Regions from separate parts of the Oryza sativa genome. Here region 1 is linked to region 2. Evidence: chromatin contacts called from public HiCAR-type data. All regions are on one chromosome and are shown on one strand. Each heading gives the region's core, a stretch centred on a gene start, on an enhancer-like site or on the middle of the called end of the contact. The rest is flanking DNA. Distances are from core to core; before and after follow the strand shown. Region 1 holds the start of LOC4340977 (probable transcription factor GLK1). Region 2 holds the start of LOC4340951 (phosphatidylinositol 4-kinase gamma 4-like).

Region 1 (6,864 bases), core at 2,858-5,357, 470 kb after region 2:
AAATTAAAGGTGTGATGTAGTGAGAGAAGAATTAAGCACCGTGGGTTGTGTTTTTGCAACACTTAGCTCCATTTAAGCTGAATCGAGAGTTGATTACATAATAATTATAATGTATTGTGTTATATCGTATTTAGATTTTGTACTATTTGTTCGCACAGGTGAAAGAAATCATTATGTTATAAATGTTAGCACAATATTAACTAATATGAATAGAACTCTTCTAAGACAAGGGAGTTTAAGACCCTCTTTTTTTTTCCTGATTCCATAGTATGGATTTTTGTTTGTACGCTATCCAAGTTTGTAAGTGGTGTCTTTTTTAAACAACATTTTAACTTTCAGAAGTCAATTCATTCGTTTATACCCTCAAATAGCTATCATATAAAAAAGATAATTCATCAATTTCAGCAGTCTTAGACCCTAAGTAGTACTTTTTTTTTTCATACGAGTCATGGTGAATAGTAAATTGGGGATTCATTTATACCCTCAAATAGCTATCATCTAAATCAGATAATTCATCAATTTCAGCTGTCCTAAACCCTAAGTAGTACAATTTTTTCATACGAGTCATGGTGAACAGTAAATTACGGATCAACGAATAATCAAAGTCGTAAGATGAATATGTAAGCGCTACTATGAACAACTATAAATAGGTGTCAAAATTAATTGTTGTTAATTAGACATCTAATGGCTTGTTAGCCACATAATTAATTTCTTTCTACATGTATATAAACATAGACGAAGCTGGAACAAATATTACCATATGCCCCATACATATATATTACACGGTTAATATTCTAATTAAATTGATCTTAGAACAAACTAAATACTATGAGGTCCCACCTCTCCTTCCACAGCATAGATACACACCTACGTACGTGGGTACGTACGCTTCCCCTCCGTTTTTTTCATTTTTCCCTTTCTTCTTTTTTTTTTCCGTGCATACGCTTCCCTCCTTTCTTACTATATCATGCGCCTTCATGAGACGATTTAATCACAATAATTTTGAATATCTTGCTCGCATTTTTCATTTGTGGACATAATACACTATATGTATATGTATGGATTATATGATAATTACCTAGCAATAGTTTCTTATTTACTCGAGACAAAAAACATGATTCAAAAAGGGTAAGTACTTAATCCATCTCCTACTCAAAAGTTTATGAATGGTTTTTTAACATACCTTAAGACAAATAGAACCCTTAAATTATTATAAAATACCATTACCCCAATTTTAGTTTGCTCTTAATCTATTTGACAAAATTTTTGAACAAACAATAATCTTATCTTTTAATAATATAAGTGCTTGCGCATGTGCGCGGGCCACCTTCCTAGTTTAATGCAAAAAACGGACCGATATATATGTGGTCATATGGGTAGCTGTACTGGTTAATTATAGCTACATTGAGGGCCTGTTTGGTACAGCTCCAACTCCTAAATATAACTCCAGGAGTTGTCTGTAGTGGAGTTGTGGAGCTGCCTAAACCCAGCTCCACAACTCTAGTACATTTTGTGAGAGGGCTCCACCCAACTCCACTCCCAGTTTTAGTGGAGCTGAAACTGTTTAGCTGAGCTCCAGCTCCAAGAGAGGTGGAGTTGGAGCTGGAGCTGTGCTAAACAGGCCCTGAAAGGAGTTGCTACAGAGATCCGTATCATTTTGACTGTATCCATCATCATCATAATGGGCGAGTTCGATTCAATGAATATAATCTATAGTTGATGCAGGACTAAGTTTCTGTCGTGATCATGCAACAGAGAGCTCAATGTTGATTTTATATACTTCCTCCGTTTCACAATATAAGTCATTCTACTATTTCCTACATTCATATTGATGTTAATATCTAGATTCATTAACATCAATATGAATATAGAAAATGCTAGAATGACTTACATTGTGAAACGGAGGGAGTACTTTGATTAAATTATACTAACGGTATATGAGCTTCTGTGATGGATGGAAATAAGTACAACCAATTGTAAATTGCTCATTTTAATTTGGTTAAAAAAATCGATGCAAACCCAGGTCGAAATAATTCACCACAAGTTAAATTATTGATATAGTGTGGTCCACCCCGAGGACACTTGTGGTAGTTTTACAGACATGTTTACACAGGCTCAATTTCAGTTTTTCAAAACATTATCAACCATAATAATAATTATGTTGCAAATATTTTTTAGCAACACACTTAAATGTGCTCGATTTCAGTTTTTCAAAACATATATCAACCAGTAATAACAATTATGTTGCAAATCTTTTTTTAGCGACTCACTGGAAAAGGTGCAACCTTGAGCAGTACAAGAGTCATGACAGATTATTTGGCACTGTAAATGACATCAAATAAAAAAATCATCAACTAAAAGGTTGTAGATCTCATTGATCTCTGTAACTTTGATATGGAATATGGAATGTAGACGATTATATAGGTCACCCACACCCTCCCCTGAAAAGAAAGAACCTATAAAAATTATCTTTTTGCGGATTTATTAGCACTCCGCATCTAAAAACAGAAAAGTCGCATACGAAAATAGGCCTATTTCTATGGGTGGTTTTTTAACCTATATCCATACAAATATATTTTCACAGGCATATTCTGTGATCTTGAAGTGACCTCAATCATCTCAATAGATGGTTTTACTTTTACTAGCTAAGGTCGCATGTGAAATGAAGAGCCCAGTGCCTGAGAAAATATTTTTATGTACAACTGGTGCATTTAGCCTCTCCCTTCTAACGTAGTTTGCACACATGGATACACAAAATGGTCTTCAACTCTCTTATGGTTAATTATTTTTTTCATGTACTGGTAGATATAGAAAAATACATGGAATGAAAAAGAGGAATATATTTTTTTTATCTGAAACTTGATAAAATTGCTCAAGTAAAAAATTATCTAGTTTCTTCTCACTAGATAATACTCCTCTCACTTGAGCAATGTTATCTATTTTCAGATAACAAAGCAATTATATATATGCATGGTATCAAAATGAGGGATATATATAAATTATTCATCTGAAACTATATAGCATTGTTTAATTATATGTTCCTGCATAGATCCATAGAATACTAAATATTTTTCATATATAGATTCATATATTATTGTTTCCCAAAGAAGTAATTTTGAAATATTGCACTGATGTAATTTTGAGAGGACTACTTTGTGTAGATAAAAAGACAGTGGAAAGTGATAGGGGAACATATAATTGCTAGCAACACCATAAGTTATATTTGTCACAAATAAGAAATTGTTGTCGTCATTGCCCACTGGAGATATTGGCCACCAGCCACTTATAATAGAAGATGCATACTAGATGTATCTTGATATAGCAGAACCAAGGATGGTTTGCAGAACAACCATCGGGAAGTTACTAACTTTTAGGGGTTGAGTCATATATATAAACAATAAAAATTAAACAACTTACCGAGATTTATTTTAATTAATTAGTATTCTAATTACTAGTTTTAACATAATTGTTAATAAATGCACCTGGAATACTGTAGGAAAATCTTTTGGCTATATCATAGGTGAGTTTGAGCTCCTGAACCAAGTAAACCTTATCTCATCCTCTAAAAAAAAAAGTTGACAAGACGCGCGTACTTCCTAATTATGCCAAACAACTCATGCCCCGCACGCTGTTTTTTTTTTTTTGCCGCTGAGTAATTAAATTGTCTACTTACAAATCCTCTGCAGTTTGAACGCGTTGCTATACTCACAGCCCCTATATCTCTCCCTTTTTTTAAAAAAGAAAAACACAGCAGGCATAATCAGCTAAGATGCAGGACAGTCTCCAGCCGATATACATGCAGCCGCTGTCATCTTTTGTTCTCTTCTCCCTCGGCTTTGTCTCACGAGAGTCCACCCTACCATCTCTCTCTGATCTATATGTGTTTCTGTTCTTCGCATCGGGAGGAAAAAAAATATAGAGGTCTCACCGAAAAAAAGGCTCATCCACACACTGCCCTGCAATAATTTTGCAGAAGCGACCAAGCTGCACTTGCGCTCGCGGACAAGGCAACCCATCAAACGAATCGGAGAAATCTTTGCGAGCTTGTGGTCGACATGCCTCCTCCCGTTTCCCCTAATACTCCCCGGAGATTGCACACTTCTCCTCGCAACTAACAATACCTCGCACCTAGTCACCACCGCACCAACCGCGCGCGACCGGCCCCCCGTCAGTCGAAAGCTGAGCCTGAGCGAGCAACTGATGCCGCTAGCTATAGCTGCTGCCTGCAGCACGCAGCGCCCGTAACCTAACGTATCATTTACTTCCATTGCACTGCACATCCTGTGAGTTCGTTGTCTGAGTGAGAGCTGGACGTGCTGCACCGAGCTCCTGGCCGAGATGCTTGCCGTGTCGCCGGCGATGTGCCCCGACATTGAGGACCGCGCCGCGGTGGCCGGCGATGCTGGCATGGAGGTCGTCGGGATGTCGTCGGACGACATGGATCAGTTCGACTTCTCCGTCGATGACATAGACTTCGGGGACTTCTTCCTGAGGCTGGAGGACGGTGATGTGCTCCCGGACCTCGAGGTCGACCCGGCCGAGATCTTCACCGACTTCGAGGCAATCGCGACGAGTGGAGGCGAAGGTGTGCAGGACCAGGAGGTGCCCACCGTCGAGCTCTTGGCGCCTGCGGACGACGTCGGTGTGCTGGATCCGTGCGGCGATGTCGTCGTCGGGGAGGAGAACGCGGCGTTTGCCGGGGCTGGAGAGGAGAAGGGAGGGTGTAACCAGGACGATGATGCGGGGGAAGCGAATGTCGACGATGGAGCCGCGGCGGTTGAGGCCAAGTCTTCGTCGCCGTCATCGACGACGTCGTCGTCGCAGGAGGCTGAGAGCCGGCACAAGTCATCCAGCAAGAGCTCCCATGGGAAGAAGAAAGCGAAGGTGCAACCCTCAAGGGGCATGCACACAATTTAGCTCCACCTGTGGCATTACAAGCCGTTGCTCATGCTCATGCTGCATGGTTCTGCAGGTGGACTGGACGCCTGAGCTTCACCGGAGGTTCGTGCAGGCGGTGGAGCAGCTCGGCATCGACAAGGCCGTGCCGTCGAGGATACTTGAGATCATGGGGATCGACTCTCTCACCCGGCACAACATAGCCAGCCATCTTCAGGTGCGTGCATGGTGGAATCTCCTGTCTCACACTCTCACTTTACGTGGGGAAATATTTTTTATTTCCTAATTGTACCGTCCTTCGTTGGACTATAAAATACTTCAAACCAAACATTTATTTAAATCATGGCTATGCACGACGTTGGTTCCAGTTTTCAAATTCTAATCGTGTTATTTTTTTATAATATGAGTATTATTCTTACAGCAAGACGCGTGTGTATATATTATATATATGAAACCTTATTCCTACTAGCTTCATTTTGTAGGTTACCTGGTTTCTCAGTGTAGATCGATGATAAATGAACTATCTAATAATTTTATTTGAGCTCCGATAAAGATATGTAGGTTTGGCCCGTTGGTTTGTTATTTACTTTAGTTTCTATGTAGATTTCTTTTTGTTCCATGTAAAAGTAGATATATGATGTAGATCCCAGGTTTTAATTCATATATTTTCTAAAAGAAACTACAAACTTAATTGGGGGAAAAACTCCCAGTGATAACTTCATACAATACGGAAATTGGTATTATTGGCTTAAAAACTAACGTTACGTCATCAGATAAAGAATGCCTTTTTTAAAAAAAATGGACAGCAATCCATCTATGTAAGGTTTTACCCTTAGTTAATTGTAGAACTTCAATTCCCAGCTAGATAAGCTGCAGATTTCAGTCTCCAAATCTTTTTGAATTTTAAAGTTTGACTTTGAGAATAATTTTAGGTACAATTTTTATTTATGTTCTTAACAACCATGAAAGGACAACCAGGGAAACATAAGTGATAAGAAAACCTCTAATAACAAGTTGTAGGATTTAAAATCATCTTTGGAAAACATTTTTGCCATAACTCAATATATGTGGTAAACTGAGTACTATCAAACGAACATATGTACACGAAGAACTTCAACTCACACGGCATGTCCTGCAGTAGAACAAAAATTTGAACCTGGAGCACATGGATATCATAAATTACAAAAATCCAAAGTTGAGACACTGTTACAGAGCGTGACAGTGAAGATTTTCATCACTCTGTCCAGTGTCCACCCTTTCTCGCTTCCCACAGTACCGGTCATCTGCTGATCATCTATGAGCTGTAAGTTCACGGATTGAACTGTAAGTTTGTAGCCTATTGTTTGGACTTTCAGTTCTGTGTAGTACTCTAGTGGGACCTGTTTTCACCGCATAAAGTGTGATATATTTTGGTCCACATAACAGTACATATGGTATTTGCTTTCTACACCCAGCAGAAGAACCATATTACTCCCTCCGTCCTTAAATATAAGTATTTCTGACTATGAATCTGGACAACTGTTGTTGTCCAGATTCATAGCTAAAAGTTGTTATATTTTGGGATGGATGTAGTATTTATAATAATAAGATGTGTTACATGTTATTTATTTCGCAATGGAGGGAGTAAGTCAGAATTGTGACTTCTATTTACAAGACATCTTCAAATTGTTCAAACGAATATAGTATAGACCTTGTTATTTTGGGATCGTCCTGGCCCACTAATTGACTTATCACTTCATGTAAATTATTTGCAGAAGTACCGGTCACACAGAAAACACATGATTGCGAGAGAGGCGGAGGCAGCGAGTTGGACCCAACGGCGGCAGATTTACGCCGCCGGTGGAGGTGCTGTTGCGAAGAGGCCGGAGTCCAACGCGTGGACCGTGCCAACCATTGGCTTCCCTCCTCCTCCGCCACCACCACCATCACCGGCTCCGATTCAACATTTTGCTCGCCCGTTGCATGTTT
Region 2 (6,486 bases), core at 415-2,914:
GGCTGAGCTAATCATTCTCATCACTTCAAGTGATAGCTTCACCTTGTGGTTAACGATAATTGGTTCAACAAGAGCAGGCCTAGCACCAGCTGGTTTAGCAGGGTTCACAGCATGAGCTTCATTTTGAAGGTTCTCTTTCTCCTGCGGAGTGACAACTGTAACCACCGTGTCTTTATCAACTTGCTGTGTCCGTAACTTTGCTGGCTTGCGGATGAACAAATGGATCACAGCATCATCCTTCTTGCTAATATCAGCAATCAGCTGGTGGTCCTCAAGCTCCTTGCCATCACATTCAAGCTTGTGATCCTCACCAAGGTCCTCATCTCCCTCCACTGCCAGCTTACTCTTGAGATACTTGACATTGCGGCTCTGGTCCACCTGGAACTGAAACTTCTTTCCACTGGTAGTCTCGATGTTAATCAAGCGAAGATCAGCCAAGCGGATAACAAGGTGCAGAACATTTCCATCGGCAAGCCCATAATCCTTCACATGGCAGTTGTTCCTTGCCAGCTCGTGCCCATCAAGCACAAGCCTCTGCTTGTTAACCACGAACCCCTTGAACCGCTGAATGCGCAGCTTGACCGAGGCGATGGACTCCGAGCCGAGCACACTCATCGGCATCGGTGGGGCACCAGGCACAGCAAGAAAGATGATAATCGAATCCTGCAGCTGTGACCCGGACAAACAGTGGGGCGACCGGCTGCCGTCGAAGCAGATGGGCAGGAGAGCAAACTCTTCCACCATCGGGCTAATGGCAATGGCAGCAGACGACATCTTCACAGGAGGTCCTTAGGATGCCGAAGCTTCCTCAACTACTGCTACTATTTACACTAACCTAAAAATCAGATCCTTCACACTACGAATTAGAAGCCATGGAGAAGAAAGGGCAAGGGTTCCTTTCCTTCCTTAGAGGATGGAGGAAACCCTCTGCGATCGCGAGATAACCAGCGTGGTTACAATCCCATCTTGATCTCCAGGCACATCAAACCTGCACAAAATTCAGAGAGCCATTCGTTATTAACCACCGAAACATTCAACCGAAGGGGAGAAATTCCAGAGCATGAAGAGAAACGTACCAGACATGGTTAGATGAGGGGGAGAAGTGACGAAATATCTCGCCTTTGCCCACCAGTGATTGAATCCCCCACACGGAATCTACAAAGGAGAAATCATTCCGGATCGATCAGCCTCAGACCATCAAATCCACCCGATCCCCAGGGTAAATTCAGCTCAAATTAACACAAAAAACCAGAGAAATTGCTCACCAGAAGAGGGATTAATCAGGAAGGGCCCGAACCCCCTCCGATCCGGACGCCAACCGAGCCACAACCTCACCGATTCACCTCACTCCAATCAAACCCTGCAAGCACACCACCACACCACCACACAGATCAGAAAAACTCCCCACCAATCCAAATCCCAAGCCAACCGCCCCAAAAAAAAAAAGAAAAATAATCTCACAAGAATTCACAGGACAAATCAGCGGGGGATTCACCGCAAGAACCGACCAGAGGAGAGGAGGGGGGATACCCCGGAGAGGGGGGCGGGGCTAAATCCGGCGCGGCGCCTTGTTCTTCCTTGCTCCGAAGTTCACGCGAGATGGGGAAGCTTCGGTTTGGTTTTGGTTTGGGGAGAAAGAAATTCAGAGAGAGAGGGAGGGGAAATGGTGATGGTTGTGGGGGCAGCTGATTTATTCGGCGGAGGCGGGCGGCCGTCACCGTCAGTTTCCAGGGCTGACGGCGTGAGCGTGACGTGACGTGCTGTGGGGAGAGAGAGAGAGAGAGGACGCGCCTTCGCGGAAGTGGGGCCGATGGAATCGGAAGGGGAAAAAAAATCTCCATTGTCGGGGCTCGAGGGTATACAGCGGTTTTAGGATTTTTTTTTTTTTGTCGGTATGCTTAGCACACGGAGCAAGAGGAAAGAAGGATGGTTCTAGAGACACCATAGATAAGAAATCCAGGTTGGGATATTTTGATCTTTAATAATGATGAGTACGAGATTATTATTACACGTCGAACATTGTATTAATCCATATACACTTAGAAAAAACAAACCTAAACAAATAAGATGAGTGAAAACAAACTTGCACACACCAGATGCCAAAAGTCCCCCAGAAAAAGGAAAAATGTATGCTGATGATTATCGAAAAAAAATACTTGATTTAGTCATATAGTTTGGCCTACAGTTAATTAGAAACGAATAAAATATTATATATGTATTCTTAGTGTCTTAAAATTACATATACAAATGAACTATAACAAAAATATCAAAATATTTTGTTTTCTTATCAAGGGCAAGATGCCCCCATTTCTTTTTATTAGAAATGAGATGACTAAAAAAATATAAAAATATGTATAAGTGAATTTTAAATTTTAGCTGTCGCTGAAAATCTAAGACTGTGTTTAGTTCACGTGCCAAAATTTTTTCAGTATACGGATACATATTTAAAGTATTAAGCGTAGACTAATAAAGGCATCCACAATGTGGAAATATAGAGGGTCTTAAGCCCTTGAGTAGTCCATATACATTGTGAGAGTGAGCATTATAAAGGTTTCTTGGATGAGCTACCATTAGCTATAATATGCATGGCCATAAGGAATAAAAAAACATTCTTCTCTCTATAGGTGGGGGAGAGAAATTGGAAAGGTGTAGTAGTTGGTTATAGATGATAAAAGGTGGGACCCACCTTAATACCTCCTCTTGCTATATACACTGTGTGAGAGATGCTATATAGCAATAGAGCCCACATTGGACCTATCTTAAAGACCCACTTGAGCATTATACATTACTGATGTCTTAACAAAACAAACTACAGATTCCGCCTGTAAACTGCGACACAAATTTATTAAGCCTAATTAATTTGTTATTAGCAAATGTTTACTGTAGCATCATATTGTCAAATTATGGTATAATTAGGCTTAAAAAATTCGTCTCGCAATTTACATGCAAACTGTGTAATTGGTTTTTTTTCATATTTAATGCTTTATGTATGTGTTTAAATATTTTATTTAATATGATGGAACTTTTAGAAGTTTGAAGGGTACGGTAAACACTGCCTAAAATACAAAGGAAATGTATAAAGCCGGCCTGGGCCCTCCTCCACCCAACGTGCCTGCCTGCCATCAATCTCCTCCATCGACAAAACAAAACAAAAGAAAAGAAACACGATCACCTCACTGCCTTGTGGGGGCACACACACTATGTTCAGAACGGTCGGCGAGAGGAGCGGGCGGAAGAAGAGTCAGAGCAAGGATGGTCGGTCAGGTCAGTTTCTCTGACTCAGCCAGCCCCATCCGTGCCGTGGCCGTGGCCGTGGCCGTGGGGAAGACGAAAGAAAAAAAAAAAGAGTAAAGTCCATCACCGATCCCTAAACTTTTACCGCTGTATCATCCCGGTCCCTAAACTCGTAAATCGACCGTTCAGGTTCTCAAACTTATTTGATTGTGTCATCCCGGTCCTTAAACTTGCAGATAACTCGTTTAGGTTCTCCAACTTGTTCAGTTGTGTCGCCCCGGTCCCTAAACTTGGATTTGAATATCATTTGGGCCAAATAGGACAGTCTAAAGACTTTATATTTAAAAATAATTTATAACTTTTTCATGTGAACTCTAATGAAGACAAACTTTATATCAAACTTGTAGCCCTCGACGCGATCTACAACTATGTAGTTGATTTTTTTTATTTTAATTCATTTTTTGTCCCAAAATGTAATTTTAAAATTAAAATTTCAAAATCTATAAACATGCAACAATATTTTGGGACCCTAAACAGTTTTAATTCAAAAACTTTTCAACTACAAAGTTGTAGGTCGCGTCGAGTGCTACAATTTTGATATAAAGTTTGTCTTCATTAGATTTTGCATGAAAAAGTTATAAATTATTTTTTGATATAAAGTTTTTTGACCGTCCTGTTTAGGGACCGGGGTGACACAACTGAACAAGTTGGAGGATCTAAACGAGTGATTTACAAGTTTAGAGACCGGAATGACACAGTGAAACAAGTTTGAGAACCTGAACGGTCGACTTACGAGTTTAGGGACCGGGATGACACAAAGGTACAAGTTTAGGGACCAGTGATGACTTTACTCAAAAAAAAAAAAAAGCAAGCCACAGGAGGGGAGCTGGAAAAGGCCGGGGGAGCGGACTAGGGGCTGTTTGGTTGAAGCCCTGAGCCAAAAGAGCCTGGCGTGATGTGTCCCTGAGGGATATCCTGTGTTGTTTGGTTGGTGGCCTGGTTTCATTCCCTGCCTGATCTGAAAAACCTGATAGGTTCATTAGCCTGGCTCAGGCCACCAAAAACGAGCGCCTGGCTCAGGCTAGTTACACAAAACGCGCTAATCAACCTTGTCCTGTCACGGGCCCACGGCTGTGCATGCAAAAAGTGTTGGAATATTTTATTGTTGAATCTTGGTTGGTGTAAACGAACTGAAAATACAACATTTGCTTATATGCGATAGATTAGGATATGAGATAGTACCGTTTTATTTACTTTCTCCGTTTCACAATATAAGTCATTCTAGCATTTTTCATATTCATATTGATATTAATGAATCTAGATAAATATATATGTCTAGATTCATTAACAACAATATGGATGTGGAAAATGCTAGAATGACTTATATTGTGAAATAGAGGGAGTAAATAATATCTACCTTAACCATGTAATTATGAGCCATCTAATCTCAATTTAGTTTCCTCAGGCTCAGGCTACCAACCAAACAATATTTGCTCAGGCTAGCATCATCAGGCAAGTTTTGATAGGATAGCCAATGCCTCTCAGGCATGCAGTTTTCTCAGGCACATCACCTCCAACCAAACAGGTTAAAGGGATTAGGCCGGGGTGCGTAGGCCGTGACGCGTCGTCTTAACAGGAGACGGTGTGCGCCGTCCGTGTCCGTCGCCAAGGACGCGTGTGCCTACGTGTGGGTGTGGCTGCTTGTGCTTGCGGGTGCGACTGCGACTGCGACTGCGGCCGGTGCAAGGAAGGAATGGGAAACCACGGGCGTCGACCCAGCTGTTTGCGTTTTTTGTCGTTGTGTGTCGCCTTCTCTACGTGGGCACGTCTGCCCCTTTTCTTTTTTTTGCCCCACAACTTCCACTTGCCTTTTCCCCGCGATGCATGGAGTGGACATTTTCTCCTCGTCCCGGTTCACCCTCTCCGCCCGTCCCTCTCGTACCCCTTCCAATCCTGCGTTATAATCATTTACTAATGATCTGTCTATTTTGCTTCAAGAAATTTAGCTCAGCTAAACGTCCATCCCAGACGCATCCTCATATTAGCTACTCCCTTATATATTGCAGGCAAGTTTCTTAAAATGCTAAACAAACTATTTTTTTCAAATACTTTTATATAAAATTTATTTTAAAAATTAAATAAACCAAAATTCCAAGTTGTAATACTTGATACTTATAATTAATAATATACTAATGTCTCGTTTCGCAACAAGTTCAAAATCAAAGCCGATAAACTCATTCAAACTATACATTAGAAAATTGCGGGCCAGTTGAATTAGATTTGATTATAACTCTCATATTTTTATACATACAATTATATTTATATACAACAGATACTAAATTTATGATGGGATTTAATATACAACTATTTTATTTTCTTCTGTTTTTATTGTACTTTATTTACAACTATTGTTATCAACTATACTTGTTATAATTTGGTCCTACAAAAAGTCTTGGAAAAATATCAATCTTTATATGTAGCATCCTTAGACAATATCGAAATTTGTATATTATGTATATCTCAAAAGAAATTTCCATGTTTTTAAAGAACTTTTTTATGTAGCTGAAAGACAAATTACTTAATTAAAAGATAGACGCGACAAAAAAAATTCTTTTATCACATGAAAGATGATTTTCATAAAAGAAAATCAATCACAGAAATATTCTATTATCAAATAAAACAAATTATATTTTAAAAAAATTAATACATGAAAAAATCTTGAATCTACACAAAAAGTTCTGCATTATATAAGGATGCTGCGCACATTTTTTTAAAAAAATTTAACTTAAGCGAATCAATCAATTATCAATCAGTATATGTCTTGAAAGACAGTTTTAGAAAAATATCTGCTCCAACGGCATATTTTGAAAATAATTGATAAAGTCATTTTTTCACTGCTAGTAGCACATTGGTTACACTTTTTTAGTTGTAACATAGAAATATAAGTTTTGAATCATAGATATTCTATACTCAGTTGTCTTAAAATATAACAACTTACTATGATAAATCTAAACAAGCTTCTTATCTATATTCTATATTAGATTGCTAACTATGTAGATAGTATTTCCCATGCCATTACAAATTTACCTATTTAGAAAAATATCATTACAATTCGTCTATACGTAGCCGTGACACTGAAATTTTACAAAATTGAATCTATGCCATCGCTGTCACGTTCTTCGTCACTGTCGTTTCTTTCTTCCTTCCTCTCTCCTCTTTTCTTCTCTTGGCTGCCGTGGGCGTCAAGATCCA

What was found. HiCAR-type assays count read pairs that join an accessible place to other places.
Region 1: a HiCAR-type map of leaf shows a contact between it and region 2, with 3 times the contacts expected there. The contact joins the promoter of LOC4340977 here to the promoter of LOC4340951 in region 2. A contact is called at or near these places in 1 of 15 Hi-C or Micro-C datasets (leaf) and 1 of 4 datasets of contacts at active chromatin or transcription factors (leaf).

What each region holds. Positions count from the first base shown.
Region 1 is chr6:14,259,169-14,266,032 of ASM3414082v1, forward strand. It overlaps LOC4340977 (probable transcription factor GLK1), which reads left to right and starts at 4,108. Exons shown (of 6, transcript NM_001402804.1): 1 at 4,108-4,884; 2 at 4,973-5,113; 3 at 6,651-6,864. The coding sequence starts at 4,339.
Region 2 is chr6:13,788,050-13,794,535 of ASM3414082v1, forward strand. It overlaps LOC4340951 (phosphatidylinositol 4-kinase gamma 4-like), which reads right to left and starts at 1,665. Exons shown (of 5, transcript XM_015787854.2): 1 at 1,531-1,665; 2 at 1,266-1,360; 3 at 1,077-1,155; 4 at 1-988. The coding sequence starts at 774.